Regions from separate parts of the Mus musculus genome. Here region 2 is linked to region 1. Evidence: chromatin contacts called from public HiChIP or PLAC-seq data. All regions are on one chromosome and are shown on one strand. The core of a region is the stretch at or near the end of the contact, and the rest is flanking DNA. Distances in the headings are between cores, read along the strand shown. Region 1 overlaps Nomo1 (nodal modulator 1). Region 2 overlaps Otog (otogelin).

Evidence for each region. HiChIP or PLAC-seq counts read pairs in DNA pulled down with a chosen protein or histone mark.
Region 2: an H3K27ac HiChIP or PLAC-seq map of epiblast stem cells shows a contact between it and region 1, with 4 times the contacts expected there. The contact joins two enhancer-like sites. A contact is called at or near these places in 5 of 39 promoter capture datasets (3T3-L1-derived adipocytes, the HPC-7 cell line, embryonic stem cells and 1 more), 2 of 484 Hi-C or Micro-C datasets (cortical neurons and muscle stem cells), 9 of 115 datasets of contacts at active chromatin or transcription factors (SST interneurons, acute myeloid leukemia, embryonic basal ganglia and 3 more) and 5 of 9 other capture datasets (adipose tissue, embryonic stem cells, liver and 2 more).

Annotation. Positions count from the first base shown.
Region 1 is chr7:46,082,410-46,086,871 of GRCm38.p6, forward strand. Nomo1 (nodal modulator 1) reads left to right here. Exons shown (of 31, transcript NM_153057.4): 30 at 826-918; 31 at 1,194-1,803. The coding sequence ends at 1,325. Among named protein-coding and RNA genes, the nearest start is that of Kcnj11, 16 kb to the right of the region's middle. Within about 2 kb of position 2,687, at least 39 of the 459 cell types and tissues checked have an H3K27ac peak or open chromatin away from gene starts, as enhancers often do. A contact at or near this core is called in epiblast stem cells, where this site is marked.
Region 2 is chr7:46,249,194-46,253,659 of GRCm38.p6, forward strand. It overlaps Otog (otogelin), which reads left to right. Exons shown (of 56, transcript NM_013624.2): 8 at 740-945; 9 at 1,766-1,896; 10 at 2,085-2,191; 11 at 2,786-2,895; 12 at 3,266-3,394. Among named protein-coding and RNA genes, the nearest start is that of Otog, 10 kb to the left of the region's middle. Within about 2 kb of position 2,843, at least 11 of the 459 cell types and tissues checked have an H3K27ac peak or open chromatin away from gene starts, as enhancers often do. A contact at or near this core is called in epiblast stem cells, where this site is marked.

The DNA of each region.
Region 1 (4,462 bases), core at 1,437-3,936:
CAGCATCTGCTCCTCATGGTTCCGGCACCTGGGCTTGGCGAGTCCACCTGCAGATACAGTGGGGGAGTGCCAGCTCCACTCCGCTCCATCAATGGCCGTGCCTGGAGCCACAGGTGGCTGAACCAGCTCCTCTCAGCCGGACTTCAAAGGGTGCTGACCCCATTGATGAAGGATCTTCTCTCATTACTTAATCACCCTTCTGTCAGTATGTCATCTTAATTTCAGATGGGACAGGTCTCAATAGAGGAATTGGGGGAAGACAGTGTTCATAACCACATAGCACGGTGTATCCAGCTCGTTCCCAGGTGGTGCACACAGCTAGCTGCTTGCTTTTAGCTCTGGCATTCGGGCTTTTGAGTGGTTGTCAGTCTGTCTTTGGAACTGACGGTGGTGGGGGAGTTGCTGAGTCAAGAATCTGCAGAGCAGGGATGGAGCAGCACTGGTGTAGAGCCCTTGTCTAGCACACACAGAGCTCTGAGCTAGATCCCTAGCACACATCAGCCAGGCATGGGCACATTCCTTTAATCTCAGCACTGAGGAGGTAGGGCCAGGAGGGTCACAGGCTCAAGGTCGTCTCAGCCAGAGTGAGCTTATTTGTGATAGTAAGAGAATTCTAAGCCACTGGAGTCTCCTTGTGCCTGAATTCCAGATCTGAGTTTCAGGGCTTGGGTGATGCACACCCACACCCCAGTTAGCTTCTTTTTGGATATCAAGGGATTGTGGGTAACCTTGGGTGCCAGTGTGGGTGGCTGAGTGGGTTGAAGCTCTGGATGACAGTGGTCGATGAGTGATAACTTACAAGGAGTCATGGCTGTCTTGTTGCAGAGGAAGCTCCCTGAACAAGACATTGCGCAGGGGTCCTATATTGCCCTGCCTCTGACGCTGCTGCTCCTGTTGGCGGGCTACAACCATGACAAGGTAGGGAAGCCAAGGCCTCATGGGAAGTCGGGGGGCAGGAGATAGGCTATGGGAGGGTGCCCGGTGTCATGGAAGTTGTAGAAGGTTAAGGTTGGAGGAGACGAGGCAAATTCCTACATCTTCTTCCAGTGATGTCATTTCCAATCCTCAGGGAGGTGTTGCCTGTAGAGAGTCACAGCCTCTGTAAAACCTCTCTGCCAGCCTTCTGCAGGCCCGGGGCTCCCATAAGGGGATGCACGGCGCCTTCCAGGTGTTCATGGTCTCTCTCATTCCAGCTCATTCCTTTGCTGCTGCAGCTGACGAGTCGTCTTCAGGGAGTCAGAGCCCTTGGCCAGGCGGCCTCTGACAGCAGCGGCCCAGAAGACATGAAGAGACAAACCAAGAAACAGAAGACCAGACGCACGTGAGGAAGAAGGAGGCCCCGTCTCCTGCAGATGACACAGCCAGGGCTGCCGCCTGCCTGGGGACAAAGGCACATGCTCACTCACTTCAGGCAGGCCCTGGGCCCTGTCACCCTTGTGTTGGTGTCCTGCCTGTCTGTCCTCTCCTGTGTAGCCCTGTGGTGCAATGCGACGAATGGACCCTCCTGTCACCCTGCTGAACACAATTTATTTTCTGAGTTGAAGATAATTTATTATTATTATTTTTGTCAGAGAAGTATTTAAGCTGAGCTGGTGGCGTGAGAACATAATCTAATCTTCCACATTCGTTTGCAAGAAGAGTCCAGGAAACATGGCGTTGGTCTGCTGTGCCTTCTGGACTTTCCCCAAACCGCCCCCTGCACTCGAGGCCCGTGCCAGAAGCTGCAGCAACATCTGTCCCTCCCAGAAGGGTCTGTCAACAGCTGGATGAATAAAGTCAGCCACTCGTTTGTGTTGTAACTTGGCATAGTGTGGGGTGCATACAGAGCGGGTGGGCATTCAGCCCCAGCGACAGAGGCTGTGGGGACTGCCCTGTGTGGCACAGCCAACCTGTGGCTGAGCTCAGCTCACTGTGGTCCCTGGATGTACGTCCTGTATCTTAGAGAAGCCAGAAGAACTCTGTTGTGCTGGGCTTTAAAAGTATTTCACTTCTTGGGGAGGGGTGTCTGTCCGTCTGTGTATATCTGTGTCAACTGGCCACTTGACACGCATGTGGGTTTGCTTGCTGCACAGGGGAGGTGAGCCTCATGAGCCTCTGGAACAGATGAGACATAATCTATACGGTGTGTGGATATGGGTATCCATTCTAACTCTCCAAGTGACAGCACAGTGAACACCCCCCTTAAGTACTAATGGGGCGTTTAATTGACACTCTATAAAGGCTGAAAGCCTGTGGGAGACAACTAGATGTCAGTGGGCTCTGTCCCTCTGCAAAGGTAGCCATAGGACTTTGTGTATTCCAGGTGGCCGCCAGGTGGGCGTCGGGCTGTGAGAAGCTGCAGGACCCTGCGCCGGGGGTGGGGAAGCACAGGCTGAGGTCCCCGTGGAACTGCTGGAGTCAGGCTCTGACTCTTGGGCACCACAGATGCCTCTGGTTGCCGTGGAAGAGCTGGCTCTGGGGTCCCCGAGCCACACAGATAACAGGGACTGCAGGTTCTAGCTCTTGGATACCACAGATGCCAGTGGCGCAAGAGCTGAGGACAGAGTGGGGGCCTGTGGGGCCTCTGGCCCGGGGCCAAAGGGAAAAGGGCAGGAGGAAACCAGCTCCGGCTGGTTTCCGCAGGGAGGGGAGTCTTTGCCTTGCTTGGTCTGTGGCTTGGGTTGGTGTAGACAGTGACTGGGAGTGCTGAGAGGCCTTCCTGCGGGAGCTTAGATGCGCGGCTCTTTAGAGGAAGACCTGCTCCATTGCTCCAGCACAGCGGATCCTGACGAGAAGAGACAGTCTGTGGCCACGTGGAGAGAGTTGGGAAGGGAATGCCGAGAGAAGGGAAGCAAGAGGTCAGGAGAGAAGCAATCAGGAAGCAGGTGTAGAAGTAAGAGGAGGGGCAAGCAGCCCCGTTTATAGTGGGCCAGCTCACCTGGCTGTTGCCAGGTAACTGTGGGGGCGGAGTCCAGACAGATCACCAGGAGCTTGGGGTGTTGCCCTATGTGACTGATGGTCACAGAATTATGGATCTGGGGCCTCATGTCAGGAGCCTAGTTAGTGTCTGGGACCATGGCAAACAGGCCTTCTGTCCCTTGCAGAGTTATCTGCTGGGTGTCCGGGGTTTAAACCTAGTTCGACCAGAAAACAGGCTGCCTTTCACGGTCCCACACAAAGTGGGTGTACACCCTGTGCTCCAGTACTTGGCAGGTGGAGGAAGGAGGATAAGAAATTCAGGGTCATCCTCAGCTACATAATGAGCTTAAGGCCAGCTCGGGCTACATGAGAAAATGCCAAGAAAACAAGCCTAAGACATGACTAAGGAAGGATACCTCGAAACGCTTCCAGCTATAGCTCTTCAATCCAAGCTTCACGCTTTCCCCCTGGTCTCTCCTGTTACATGAGTGAGCACCCAAAGCCAGGAAGAACCAGTCCCTACAGGCCAGAGTAGCCTGAGAGAAGCGTTGGTCAAGCTCAGGGGACAAGGCTGCTTGTTACCGTGATGGTTAAGTGCTGTCAGCTTGATGGGATTTAGAATCGCCATGGAAACAAATGTTGGTCCACCTCTGAGGGATTTTCTAGATTAGGTTATCCATGTGGGAAGATGCACCTTAAGTGTGGGTGGTCCCAGACCACGGGCTAGGATTGGAGACTGTGATCTGAGCAGAGTCCACGTCTCTGACTCCTGACTGGGGACGTGGCAGGACCAACTGCTACACGCTCCTGCTATGCTTTCCCTCCATGGGGCTCCATATCCCATGAAGCACTGAGCTTAAGTACATAGCCTTTATAAAGTGTTTTCTATTAGCTTTGTTTGGTTTTTGTTGATAAGATAGAAACATGTGGATGTTTGTGGCCTCTTGGCTGCAGCGGGTACTGGAGGCAGACCAGGCTCAGGATGAGTCTCCTAGAATCCACATTGCCCTGGATAGTCTCCACTTCTGTATTAGTCAGGATCTTGGCTCTGCCGGGATCTTTCTGGGGCTGAGCGGGATGGTGAGCCCAAAAGAAACACAATGAGCGGGGAGACTTGTCGAAGCAGGAACTCAACTTTATGGTGTCAGCCTCTCCCTTATATAAGTTCAGAACATAGGGAGGGGGATTATTGGTGAGGTAAGATGACATAGGAGGCGGGGAAGGGTGATGGAGGATATGGGGTGACTGACAGGGCCAATGGCAAAGCTCTACCTCAGCAAAGGCGGGGCAGAGGCAGGGCCAAAACAGGTCTTGCTGAGTCACTGAAGTGACTGAGACAGGTCTCAAAACTCAAGCCAGGCTTAGGCTCTCCCACAAGGCTGCAGAAACTCGAGCCAGGCTCAGGTGTGTCCTCAAGGCCCAAACCAGGGTCAAAATGGGGCCCAACATTCTGGAGTGACAGAACTTCTGCAATGTTTCTATATATTAAGGGAATTTATTGTAATGACTTTCAGTCTGTAGGCCGACTGACCCAACAGTGGGCAGCTGCGGGTGGGAAGTCCAA
Region 2 (4,466 bases), core at 1,593-4,092, 170 kb after region 1:
GGACAGACAGTGTCTTCTACCTTGGGGCAGAAACACAAACCTGGCCTGTGTGTCTAGCCTGTGGGTACTGGCGATGGATGAACGCCTTCTGATTCTCTGCAACTATTAGACCTAGTGGATTTCCTACTGTTTAGAAAAACAGTAAAATTTTCTAGAAACTGGAGTTCCCCACTAGAAACCCTTTCCCTAAGCTCACACACAGTTTCTCTGAACAGACACATCTTTATCTTTTTCTGAGGTTGGAGGGTCATTTTGGATGACAGTTGTCATAGGGGTCAATCAGGGACTTCTAGGAGTTCAGACCTACAGCTGGCTGAACTTTGGTTTCTCTTATTGTCAGCTGAGCAGGACCCTGTGGCTGCAAAATAGAGGCAGGGCAGGTGGAGGAGGGCTCCTCTCTGTTCTCAGTCTCCTGTCCACCCCTCTCCCCTTCCTTTCCATTCGTCCTGTTCACAGTAAAACGAAGTCCCTCTTAGACGTTATCGGCTCTCTCCCGCCAGCTGGGAGCTGATGGATTGACTCTCAAGATTTATCCCTGCCAATGATTTTGAAAGCCCCCTGAAAATAAAAGAATCCCCATGCACTTTGATGCACTTAGGTATTCTGGAAACTTGGAGGATGAGAACTTAAAGAACTCATGTCACTGGGTAGGGGTGGCTGGCTGTCCCTGTGGTAAAAAAAAAGACCAGGACCCGTGGGAGTTGTGTGGACACTCTGCATCCCTGGGCTTTGCTCTCAGGGTCCAGCTGCCGCAGGTGGTGGGGGGTGTGCAGCTGCAGCAGCTGGCTGGTTACGTCATCGCGAGGCATCCGTCAGCCTTCACCCTGGCCTGGGATGGTATCTCAGCCATTTACATCAAGATGAGCCCTGAGTTTCTGGGCTGGACCCATGGGCTGTGTGGGAACAACAATGCTGACCCTCAGGATGACCTGGTGACCAGTTACGGTGAGTCTGAGGGAAGGTGCCTTGTGGGATATTTTGCTAGGGATGGAGATTGGTCAGGATTGCTCTGTGCAGACCTCTGACATCATGGCCATGGTAGTAAAAACCCAATGGGAGACAAGGGCTCGCTTGCAAAACTCTGTCACGTTAGGCATGTTCTCAGCCATGTTCTGGACCTCAGTCCTCTTAATTGTGAAGTATTCATGATGAGAATTTAAACTGGGGCTGTGTGCAGATCCACTGCACACTTGGCTAGGTGGGTTTGATCCCACAAGGTTTCCACGGGAAGTGGGGAGTCAGAGGGTAAGAGAAAGCCGGGAAGAGAAAGGGCCAGGCTGGAGCCGAAGTCTCTGATTGACATGTGGATGAGAACTACAGGTGAAGCTCAGGGCACATCATGATGGCCCTGGCAGAAAGCTTGGCGGTGGGCGGCCCTTTGAGTACCCGCCATGCGCTGAACACTTTACAGCTATAGTTCTTTGCAGCCTCCTCCTCGGGGCTTAGTTCTCTTTTCTGCAGGTGGGGAAACTGAGGCTGAGATGGGTGTAGGCACTTGTTCAAACCTGCACACTGGTCCCCTCCACTATACCATGCTGCCTCTATTGAGTGTGGAGTAGCTGTGAGACAGTACAGGCGTAGGACATTCGTATCTTTTTGATGAGACGGCTTTTCCAAGAGACTGGCTCAGTTGGGAACCCAGCGTAGGGTGGGAGCGCTGGAGGCTGGCTCCTGCCAAATGGCTCTCCCTTATCTCCTGCCTCTGCCTCAGAGCCCTCAGCCCTGCTGCCCACCCACCTCATCATGATACCAGTTTTCCCTGCAGGGAAGGTGACTGATGATGTAGGGGAGTTTGTACACAGCTGGCAGGAGCAGGTCCCCAACAGCCCTCCAGGACCTGTGACTACTTCCCTGCCTCGCCCACCATGCCTGCAGCAGAGCCCAGCATCCATGCAGGTCTGTGTCCTGGGGAGAACCCCCCTCCCCAGTAGAGAGCTATTGGTCACAGGGCCCTGGATGGTACATACCCATGGCCCCTTCCCTTTATCCTCTGCCTTCCTTTTGCTTAAGTTGGGGTTCCCTGTGGGATGGTGAATCAGAGCCTGCTGTCCTCCCAGCCCAGCTCCTGCCTCTGCCCCATGCAGGGTGTGTATGAGCGGTGTGAAGTACTGTTGAGGCCTCCTTTCGACACCTGCCATGCTTATGTCAGCCCTCTGCCCTTCGCAGCCAGCTGTACCAGTGACCTCTGCCAGTAAGTGGGCAGCTAGGTGGTGGGCTGTAGGGAGCGTCTTCCAATATTGGGATAAGGGATCAGGATGTGGGCCAACAAGCTGGACAATACGTGGTCATTATAGAACTGCTTGCCAAAGCTCTAAAATTCTTATTTGCCAAGATGGGTTTCAGCTGTCCCATTTAACCGAGGCTCAGAGATGGAACTCAACTCCCTCGGGGTCACACAGCAATTTGGCAATGATACTAGGGCTGGAACCTAGGTGTCCTGCTTTGAGACTCTGTGTAGCAGGATACCTTCCTAGAGGAGGGTGCTCTGACATTCTGAGAGTGTTTACAGCAACAGTTCTCAAGCTGAAGGTTGCGGCTCTCTGGGGTTCAAACCACCCTTTCACAGGAGTGGCCTAAGATCATCAGAAAACACAGATATTTACATTATGATTTATAACAGTAACAAAATTACAGTTATGAAGTAGTAACAAAAATAATTTTATGGTTGGGGGGGGTCATTACACCATGAGGAACTATTATTTGGAAGGTTTTCAATCACCTGGTCTATGGGATGGTGGCAATTGGTGACAGGCCAGACTTTCTCACATGCAATATCCTTGTACAGATCAGGAGGCGATGAAGCCACTTGGTGCCGAGCACTGATGGAATATGCCCGGGCATGTGCACAGGCAGGGCGCCCTCTGCAGGGCTGGAGGACCCAACTCTCACAATGCAGTAGGTTCAAGGTGGAGGCAGGCAGGGAGGGGGTTCAGATGAGTTCTGATGTGGGCTGTGGGTAGCCAGTCCTGCCCACTCAGAGCCACAGCTGTCAGAACCTTAACTTCTGAGGTTCCATCCTTATAACAGATGGGAGAAGTAAGACTGAGCCTGAGGGATGGGTCTGGGGCCATCAAGTGAGGTGAAAGTCTCAGAGTACCCCGACCTGAGTTCACCAGTCTCTTGGACACCAAATACTCCAACTGGGACTGGAGGGTCTGGGAAATGAGAGCCCTCTCATTCCCATTCCAGGACCTGGGGTGAGGTGGGTGTTGGCCAAACAAATAGACCATAACCTCCCTCCCTCCCTCCCTCCTTTCCTTCCAAGCTGTGCACTGCAAAGAGAAGGCCTTCATCTATAACGAGTGTATTGCTTGCTGTCCGGCTTCCTGCCAATCCCGTGCTTCATGTGTAGACAGTGAGATCACCTGTGTGGATGGCTGCTACTGCCCCAATGGTTGGTTGTGGGGAGAGTGGGGGTTGGTAGTGGCCTAAATGTGTCTCCCTGGCCTGGCATGGATACGAGGGAATCGGAGCTCAGAGGATACCTGCTTGTGGAGTGAATGAGGGGACAAACAGTGAAGCCAATAAGTAAATGACAGGCTTAAGGGAGGTGAGGACGAGGGCAGAGCTTGGCGTCTCCACAGTTTGGGTCATCAAGCCATCTGCCTTCCTTTGGACTGAGCTTTCCAGGTGAAGACAAGCCATCCATCCACATCCCTGCACATGATTTTGATTAAGCATCCATCCACAGTTGTGTTGTCCTATATCCGATGACGTGTTTATGATGCATGAGTAACTTGACTGGGTGGAAGGGTGAGATCGGAAACTGTAAAGCTGGAGCTGACCAGAGCTTTACAATCTGTAGAGTGCTTGTTTAGCCTGGGCAAAGCCCTAGCTTCCTCCCCAGCGCTGCCTGAGCGGGGCGTGGTGACGCACACCTGTAGCACTAGCACTGGCGAGGGGAAGGCCGGAGAGTCAGGCATTCAAGATCATCCTTTGTTATCTAAGAGTTCAAGGCCATCCTGAGACCCATGGGACCCTGTCTCAACAAAGCAAAGTGACAGGCTTTGATTTTAAGCAACAGAGCCTGCTTTGAGGGATGTGACACTCCAGCCCAAGCTACGGTGAGGTGAAGGCCGGCTCAGGGAGTCAGAAAAGAAGAGCTCTGGGGATTCGTGCAATGTAGGGAAGCCAGGAAAGGTCTCCGGAGGCAGTGGAGACAGAATGGCAGGGTTTGAGAGGTGGTGTGCAATTTTGGGGTGATACATGGAGTAAAGTCTGCCCAGAAGGGGGTTGGTGCCCTGCCTGAGCCAGGATTTAGAGGAGAGTTTGAAAGTGAACTCAGCAAGAAGCGCATGCTGCCAGCAGCCTGATGCGGCTGTCTCCTGAGAGGCTCTGCCAGAGCCTGACCAATACAGATGAGGATGCTCGCAGCCAACCACTGGACTGAGCATTGGGTCCCCAATGGAGCAGTTAGAGAAAGGACTGAAGGAACTGAAGGGGTTTGCAACCCCATATGAAGAACA